Regions from separate parts of the Anas platyrhynchos genome. Here region 2 is linked to region 1. The links are chromatin contacts, called in public Hi-C maps. All regions are on one chromosome and are shown on one strand. The core of a region is the stretch at or near the end of the contact, and the rest is flanking DNA. Distances in the headings are between cores, read along the strand shown.

Region 1 (5,008 bases), core at 1,737-4,236:
CGCTCTATACTGATTTGCAGTGAGGCTTGTGATGAGGCTGTGGTGAGGTCCTGAAAATGCTGATGGTATGAGGCTATTTTGTTTAGATGAGCCCTGGTTTAATCAATAACCCTGACTGTTTTAGGGTTTGGTGTGATAGTGCTGAAATACAAACTCTCACAGAAGATGGATTGTTCTGAGATGGCCACATACACAGTGACTCCTACCTACTTTCAAAAGCTTTTTTTGCTTTGGGGCAAGTGTTCTTCACTGCACTGTCTTGGCTCAGTGGATATCAGCCAAGCAGCTTTTAAACTGGAGGATGTACATACAGTGTATCAGACACAGATATTTTTAATATGAAATTAGAATCAGTGAGAAAGCAAGTAGAAGTGGTATTCAGTGGTTAATTATTTCTGCATGCTGCATCTCCTGGGGTTATCAAGAAATTAATGAAGTACCTTGCTCCATTGTCCTCAATACCTTATGTATGTTTATATAGAATATTGCATTTCCAGTGTACAGTGGATGGAAAAAGCATTTGGTTGGGAACTTGGACTGAAGCGTGACTTGGAGAGGAACAGTTGATACTTTTAGTTCTACCTGGAGACAAATGTCTCTTGATGAATACAACATTTGTGAAAGAATGTTTTTGACCCCAAAATGGGTGTTCGAGAAGTGTCTGCTCATTCACCTTGCACATCTATTTGTGTGTCTCCATTTTGATGAGTAGAAGATTTATTTCAGAGCTACTTTTATTCTGTCCTTATCCTGTGGGTAGAGAGGAGTCTGATTTCAAATGCTCTTCGCTGTGGGAAAGACAAAGCATGCAGTGATACCTGTATATCAAAAAGTTTCCCAGGAACTGAAGCACACTCTTGCAGAGAAAGGTCTTTAGGTGAGTATGAAATTGGTTGATGACATTCAATACGGTTAAGAGGATAAGCTCTCAGTGACCTGGAATCTAATATGGTTCGTATGAGCTCTCTGCTTTGAATCAAACTTAATGCCTTGCCAATTGCCACATGCTTCTGGCAAAATGTAATGTTTGAGCTAGGACAAATTTCATCAATTTATCAGAACGCTTGCACAGGATCAAAAGGCAAAATGAGAGGCCATCATGGCAGAGAAAGAGATGAGGTCTAGGAGTTCCCCACAGGCTCCTTTGAGTGTTGCACGTGCTGTAGCCAAGGTATCAGCATATATAGGAGGTAACGATCAGCACAAAGTCCCTGCGGGCAGCCTGGAAGGAAATGGAGAAAAGCCTATCTAGGGTGCAGATGTGATCCAAGACATTGCTGGACAAAATAATATGATTTCCCATGCTCACTGTATGGAGTACAAATCCATCTGAACTGTCACTGACATAAGGAAAAACAGCATAAATGGTATACAGCTATCAATGTCTGTTTCTGTTAAACTTAAGGAAAGAGCTGAAATCGTGTTAGCAGAGCATATAATTTGAGCTCAGGATAACTGAATTGGATTTTTACCACATTTCACATGTAACGGTAATGAAAAATTGTTAAAACTGAGGCCTTTTATCTTGATAATGTCCTTTTAAATGACAAAAACATGAACAATACTTCCCCTCTCCAAATTTTAAGAAGTAAGAATCTCACAAATTCTTTTATCCTAGCTATCATGTTAAGTACTGGATTAGTCCTTCTGGGGTTACTTTAATAATAAAATTAAGGATATAAATGAATTTGTTCAGTACTGAGGTCCTGTGTTGAACAACTAGAAATTTATATATGCATATTTATGTTCATGAAAACATCAATAGCACCAAAGAGGAACCAGAAACACGATGAGCTCTTTATTCAGCTGATGATATATCTTAGTCTTATCCTTCTAAGCCTGACCTTTCTTCCAACAAGTTCACAGTACCATAGTTATTCTGCGCTTCTTCCTCTGTTTTTATTGGTGTTCTTGGCTAGATACTTGCCCAACACTGACCTGCTCAGAGGTACTCTCAGAGCGGGATTAGAGTCTGAGCTATGCCTGCAAGCACGGACAAGGCCTTTTGGTCTAATTTTTCCAGTATCTACTGCAATGTGGTCTTGAGCAGGGCCTTGAAATACTACTTCAGTATTAACAACAGATGATAGTATTAATGGGAGTAAATGATAAAGCTCAATGCCTTCAACGTAATAAAGATTGCTGTGAGGCCATCTGTGAGACTGTAAATTCTTCAAGCTATTAAGCAGATTGTTGTATTCGTTGGCAGATTTTAAATCACTGGAGAAAAGATTTTGGAGAAGAGTGTTTGTGGTTTGTTTGGGTGCATGGTTCTTGCCAGATGCATTTCTGGTTGATAACATCCCCAATATGAATGAGTGGTTGTTACGATCCTCACACTTCCTGTCAATAGAATAATTGTGCTATTTGGGACACTTCTAAAGCAAATGCCACGTTTTTATTTAGTTATCCACTTTCTATGGTACTATAGAACTACTGGTACTATATTTTGCATAACTGTCAGTAAACAGCAGTGAAACTGCTTTGATACAAAGGCTTAGAAAGTTTCTGAGAACCCTGAATAAATATGCAAAGGGAAGAAGTACAGCTCTCCACTTCCAGGAAAAGCTGTGTGTTTGTAGGACTGCCAGACTCTTACTGTGGTTTGTAAATACCAAGAAGAGAAAATGAGATTTTTAATCTTCATTTAGCATTTAATTTGATCATTTTATGTTATTAGTTTGTGATCATACTTGCATTTTCTCTAAAAGTAGAGAAGATAAGCAAGAAAATATTTCCTACTGATCGTGAATGATCAACCATGTCACATACATTGTTGATTTATGGTCTGGTTATTTAGTTGAAAAATTGATCCAGTTTGAGCCATGAATTTATATTGTGCGTGATATTGAAAGACTGCACCAAGCTTGCTCACCTCTTTGCTCACACTCAGCTGCTTCACAGATGTTGCCCTGCTCTGGACGAGGCCCCAGGCTACAGCCCAGTGTGATGGCAAAACTCCTGCTGAGATCTGCCTTGGCTCATGTGGTGTTGTTCTGAACTCGCTGGAGGCACACGGCCAGCAAGCTCCAGTGGACTGGGGATTGCCTCAGAGTCCCCTTGGATTACAGGCCCTAAATGCCCTGTATTAAAACAAGCAGTGTGAAGCAGATCCTGGTCCTGTTTTGCTTTCACTTGCAAAAAACAAATAAGCTGCCTTGTAAGGTTTGTTACACAAAGTGGCAGGGAAGGGATCTGTGTAGGGGATGGGGACAAACAGGAAGCCTGTCTGAGCTGATTTAATGTCCTGTTCCCTGTGGGTACTCCCATGGTGACAGGATAGGCTCCCTCCAGGGGTGCAGTGCCCCTGGGCACAGCTGGCAGAGCTGGCTTCCAGCATCTCCAGCTGCAGTGCAGAGCAGGTGCAAGGCCTGTCTCACTTCAGGAAAGACTAATGGGTAAGGCCAAGTAAGTCCGAAATATAATTCAGTCTTGTGGTCCCCATATATCCATAATGACCAGAACAGCTGAAAGGCCTTGCCCTTCAGTGCCTGCCAGGCTAATCTTTGAAAATCATCTACAGGGGAATTCTCGATCCTAGGAGTAACTCATAAATCCAATCTTTGTGCACCCATTGGTGATGGGAATATCAGAAGCTTTAAAATCCTCATTAGTAATAACATCTGTTATTAAAGCTACCTATTTTCTACATTTGTTTTCTTGATATTCTTGTAGTTTGCTATGTTCATCTAGACCTCAATCACTGAGCCTTCTAACTGGTTTGGGGGAGAATCAATGCAGAGTCAACCTCTTAGTTTCAAAACTGTCATTTTTTCCTTTGTAAAAGTGTATTAAATGCATTAAAGTGTAGTAACTGATAGATTCTTTTTTTCTTACTCCTTATGCCTGTCAATCTTTGTCATTTTCTTGGCTATATTTAATATCGCTATTTTATAAATCAGCATGAGAGACTATCATTGTTGCTTACTGTCGCCTTGAATTAAGAGCTTATAGCAGTAAAAAGCACCCACTCAACCCACTGGATGCATTAGTCTTGTCTTCTCAAGAAATGCACATTTAACCCATGTCAACACGTGAGCCCATAAATCTGTGAGGCTGATGCAAGAAGGACTGCCATCAAGTTCATCAGCAGTTATGCACTGGCAACTCTGCAGGATCTGGCCTCAGTCCAGAATTAAAATTACATCACTACTGGAAGATGACTTTAAAAAATCTGCATAAACAATACCCAAATAATACCCAGTGATACCATTTTTTATGGTATCAGTAGAGTTAAAAGAAACATACTTCTAAACTAAACTCTAGAGAGAACTTGTGACAAAATGAAATACAGCCTGCTGAAACCTACTGTAAGCAAATACCACAAACTATGCCAACCCATTATATTAGTTTCTCTGTAAAAGTAAGCCCAAATAAGAAGAAAGGACTTGCATATTCCTATCACCATTGTTTTTAAATGGTACATCCATGAAGAAAGTTGGTGATCGTGTGTTTAAAAAAAACAACACACCAAACATTAAACCATACTCTGCAAATATCTAATACACACAGTAGATCTATCTAAATACCTAAATATCTAATCAATACAGTTTCAGGGGCTTGTTTTTTTATGAGGAAAAAATAGAAGTGAATATCAAATACGCTTCCTAATCCTACTCAGTAATATTTAGAGACCCTGCTTTTATTTCAGAATTTCATTTTCATTATGTTTTAAATTTTCTTCGGCTCCTCTGATCCAGTGTAAGATACAGGCACATTTTCTACTTTTCATTTAGAAAAGCTATGGTGTAATGCATCTTCTATTTGCAGCAAAGCATCGAAAAATGGGATTAATGCTTACTTCATGCCAAGTACGTTATAACATTTATAAATGTAAATGGATTTCTATGGACACCTCTGAAGTGGTGAGGTTATATGTACTTGAAACATCAGCTGTGGTGTACATGTGTCAAAAACAGGAGCTCCTGATATTCTCTTGCCAAAAGACACTAAGCTTTGTAGGCTTGTCTAAGAAAAATGAGGCTGACAACTGATCTAGGATCACAGC
Region 2 (4,338 bases), core at 1,592-4,091, 51 kb before region 1:
TCCAGGACTTCAGCACACTGCTCGGTTTCAATGCATTCTTCAGGTCATTCTTGGAAGCCAGAATTCTCCCAAAGTATCTTGAACTGCTAGTAGATGATTCTTTAAGGAGGAAAACAAAATCACAAAAAACAAAACACACACACAAAGTCATGCCTTGGTGAAATGAAGTTTCCTACAATAGTTCTATTCTAATACCCTTCTTTGCAGCAAAATTGATTGAGCAAGGATGTTGATTGAGAGAGACTCCTAATGAACAGCTCAAGCCTAGAGAAAAGAATGTAAATATTCAGTGGTGGGGAACCTACTGTATTGTCTGTGCTTACCTGAAACATGTAATTAAACAGTTTTAAATAACCCTTTGCTTCCTACTTGATACCAAAATGTCTGCTTTTGCCTTTTATAAAAGTATATATAAATACCTCAGTTTTATGCTGGAGAGATTTTGGAGGGAGTCCTGATGCGGTGCCAGTATTGTGCAGCAGCAGACACAACCCTGGTGTGATACCACTGCTGTTCTAGCTACACGTGCAGAGCACAGCACTGCATGGGCTGCTGCAGGGAAAGTTAGCTCCATCCCAGCCAGACCCAGCACAACATCATGCAGAAGATGATGACCTGTTATGGGTGACCTGCGGCTCTACGTGTACTCCTGGTGTGCTGTGGTAGAGGAGAGGTTACAGCTGAATGCTTCGCTGGGTTTCTCATCACTTCGGCACTTGCAGCTTCCTGTGTTACCGCACCCATTTACAACACTGTGGTGGCTACAGGCAGTGGTATCGCTGCACAACAGGGGCATGTTCTGCTCCCTGAGTGCAGGGGAGTGATTTAATTGTTTCTTGTGCAAGAAATACGTATTACCAATACAAAATTGTTACTTCCTACAGTTAGGAAAAAAATCCTGACGTCTCCTAGTCATTGCATAGGTAGTATAGTTGGGGAAAAAAAAAGTCTTAATAAAGTTAGTTTGGAAATTCTCAGTTCAGTTACCAGCACTCCTTGGATTCCCTTTATGTAGAGGTAGACTTCAGTGGTAGGTGGCACTGGCACAGGCTGCCCAGAGAAGCTGTGGATGCCCCATCCCTGGAGGTGCTCAAGGCCAGGCTGGATGGGGCTTTGGGCAACCTGGGCTGGTGGGAGGTGTCCCTGCCCATGGCAGGGGGGTGGGACTGGATGGGCTTTAAGGTCCCTTCCAACCCAAACCAAACTACACTGTTATCTCTGGAGCCATGATTCAATGGTGTGGGTTTGTATCTTGTAATTCACCTGTGAAAATTCACAGGTAAGTGAATTTTCACTTCTGTGCCTGAGACTTGTTCCCCATGCATACAGGGAACTATAAAGTTGCGAAAGAGTGGGGCTGGGTGGGAGCTTGCCTATGGTGTGCCCAGAAAAACAAAATTTCTAACTAAGTTGCAGGTTCTGACACGGGTTTTGCTTGAAAGATAATTAAGATAGCAAGGTCTTAGTGACTGGAAAGTTCTTAGCAAAAATGTTTGTTCTGCTTGTTGTGTTCCTTAAAGTCTTGCACAAGTTGACTGATTTGATAGAAATCTCAAATATGATGTCCTTGAGAACTGTTCAATTTCAAAATGCATTTTAGAAGGCAACAATATTCACTTTCATCCTTATTTTTTCTGTACAAGGGCTCTGGCTGGAGCAGAACAGATGGCTATATGCTCTGCAGACTGTACAACTGCGTGGCAAGTAAATCTTAGAGGGAACACTGGTAAAGTACCTGACTGGTGAGGTGAATGGGAGATAAGGGAATGGCTGGGAATAAGATTTAATAAAAATAGGTGTCTGTACTTTTAACCACACTGGTGAAGCGAGGCCCTCTGTGTCCTAACTTTCTTACACCTCCCAATACGGAGCTGAGACACCCTCAGGATGTGCTCGGTTTCTTTCCCTCCTGCTGCTGCAGGTCCTCCTTCCTCTCCACGCAGCCTCCTGGCTGTGCCCTTTATTTTCCCTTCGCTGGGAGCCAAACCTTCCTTGTTACTGCTGACTCTGGAGGACCGGCCTGCTGGGAGGGCTGGAAAATCCTCCTGTCCTTGGCTCTGCTGCAGTGTTCGTATCTGAAATGCCACGTGTTCATTTGTCTGAAGGGTTTTGGAACAAAATACTCATTTGGTCTCCTCATGTAGGACACGACGCAACTAAAGCAGGACTTTTGTTTGAGTGTGTGGCTGCAGTCTGGGATGTGGAAGAGGTAGCTGCTGGGGCGGAGGAAAGAAACAACTGAGTGGTCAGGAGCTAAATCAGCCTCGTGAGTGCGGGCACGGTGAGAGTGCAGCTTGTGGTAGGGCAGGTGCCTCTTGGCTGAGCACTAAAGAAAGTGGGGTTAGGAAGAGAAGTGTGTGATGGGGTTATCAGCAGCTGTCCCTGCGGCCTGGGAAGGATCTGTCATTCCCGTGCTATCCTGGAAGCCCCCTGCTGCTTCACCCCTTGCTGGTGAGCTGCTCGTCCTCCCCAGCTGCGTGATTTGAGGCAAAGATCTCTAGTGCTCTACTGGTATGGACATGAATTATTTCTAAATTAGGAGAAAAACAGGACTTTGCAGTGAGCTTTCTGCAGGCTGATGGTCCTCCTAGCTGCTCCGTGCAGCACCAGGGGAATGCAGCTGAGACGTGTCAAAGATCAAAGCTGAGTATTAGAGGCATTAAAAGCAAATGAAGATGGCATGTCTGCAGCTCAGCTGCTGTGTCCTCTGTGGATAGGGTAACAATGGCCATTTCCCCAGTCTGGGATTACAGCACTTATCTTGGTACTTCAGGCCTCTTACACAAGCACCGCGAGCTGTCCATCTCCTGGCAGTACAGCAGAAGGCAGAAGTGAGCTGAATTTTGGGTAGAGATCACAGCAAGGATTTTCTTTGGGTAGGTGATGGGAGCTCTGCAGCTCCTCGCTGAGCATAGCTGAATGGCTCCTGAGAGCTGAGCGAAGATTTTTTAAGGGCAGGAAGCAACTTTGCCATTATTCTAATGTTCGTGCCTCCTACCTTTTAAACAACCTGTTTACAACCACTGCTGCTACGTGGAGCCTGCCCAAAACAGGGTGTGAAGTGACTTGAGCCTGTTGAAATTTTAAACTTAAGCATGGGGAGGTTTGTGCTGCTTTGTTTCCTGCTTGCTACAGAAGAAACCTGGGTAGTCACAGGTGAATGTCTCTCCTGGAACTGGAGATCACTTTCTGCTCTAAGCTATGCTGCATTTCCCCACCACTCAAAGTGAAGAGCACTTAAACAACAGCAGATGTAACAGAGCAACCCAGAATTGTAATAAAGACATTAACACTGGGGCTAAGAATTCAGTCCATTTGACTTGAACAGACATTTTAAAATAGGAATTAGGCATTCTCCATTATGTTTTTTTCATTCAAACAGGAGACATTTAGGAATGGTGGGGTAAAAATAAGGCTACCTGTTTCTGTTAGTACAGCGTGGGTGCGGCCACAGACCAAGCGGAGCCTCCTCCTGCGGAGCGCTTCCTCTTGGAGCTGTGATTAGTTGTTCCTCACCCTAACTCTCTTCTCAGGGTCCCGATGGTTCCTTATGCCCTCACATGGAGCCTCCTTTGGCTATGTATGTGATACCTCATCTGAAACGGAGCATTTTTAACAGCTTTGCCACAATAAGACACTCGTACAGTGGTAAATTTTCTAACATGCTTTAATGAAATTGTGATTATAAAGGTAATTTATAATAAAGCTATTAAATAAACAATAAGTTAAAACACGATACATTTATAGATGGTATTTCACATGGCTCGAAAGACTATCAGGTTCCAATACATTAAGACTTTAAAACAACATTAATATTCAGAGTGTATCCACCCCTATATTTACCATTGTAACACGTTTCAAGACTCCCCCCCACTTACCATTTTTGGTTACAGTCCCCTCATACGTACAAGGCTAGTGGAATGCTCGAGCAACTGCAGGATTTGGAAGACCACTACACAAGACAGGCATGAACGATGTGCTAGAAGCTGCCTGGGAAATATGGATTGTTTTTTTTTAATTGAATTGACGTTTCAGACAACAAATGGAAAGCGCTAGCATGCTTTCTAGAGTACAGGTGTGATACACTTAGGGGAAACGAGCCTTCATCTTACTTAACGCTACAGTTTCACAAATGCTTTAGGTTAGTGCTGCCTGGAGAAATACCCCACCTTCCTCTTGCCATTTGTTCCCAGATGCATCACATGCTGCCCTTCAGCCAGTGCACAATGTTTGTGCGTTTGCTCAATGAATCAGGCAGGGAAACTGAGCTTAAACTAACTCAGCAAGCGAACCCGAAACGGTGCTAGCTGTAATTCTGCTCGCTGCCCCTGATCCTGT

What was found. A called contact is a pair of places that touch in the nucleus more often than the background predicts.
Region 2: a Hi-C map of subcutaneous adipose tissue shows a contact between it and region 1, with 1.7 times the contacts expected there. The contact joins two enhancer-like sites. A contact is called at or near these places in 3 of 8 Hi-C or Micro-C datasets (F5 follicle, skeletal muscle and subcutaneous adipose tissue).

The regions. Positions count from the first base shown.
Region 1 is chr2:18,195,844-18,200,851 of IASCAAS_PekinDuck_T2T, reverse strand. No RefSeq gene overlaps it. Among named protein-coding and RNA genes, the nearest start is that of SYBU, 8.6 kb to the left of the region's middle. Within about 2 kb of position 2,986, at least 4 of the 8 cell types and tissues checked have an H3K27ac peak or open chromatin away from gene starts, as enhancers often do. A contact at or near this core is called in F5 follicle and subcutaneous adipose tissue, where this site is marked.
Region 2 is chr2:18,247,469-18,251,806 of IASCAAS_PekinDuck_T2T, reverse strand. SYBU (syntabulin) reads right to left here. Exons shown (of 7, transcript XM_027452617.3): 7 at 3,650-4,338. It overlaps EBAG9 (estrogen receptor binding site associated antigen 9), which reads left to right. Exons shown (of 6, transcript XM_038174423.2): 6 at 1-354. Among named protein-coding and RNA genes, the nearest start is that of EBAG9, 20 kb to the left of the region's middle. Within about 2 kb of position 2,841, at least 4 of the 8 cell types and tissues checked have an H3K27ac peak or open chromatin away from gene starts, as enhancers often do. A contact at or near this core is called in F5 follicle and subcutaneous adipose tissue, where this site is marked.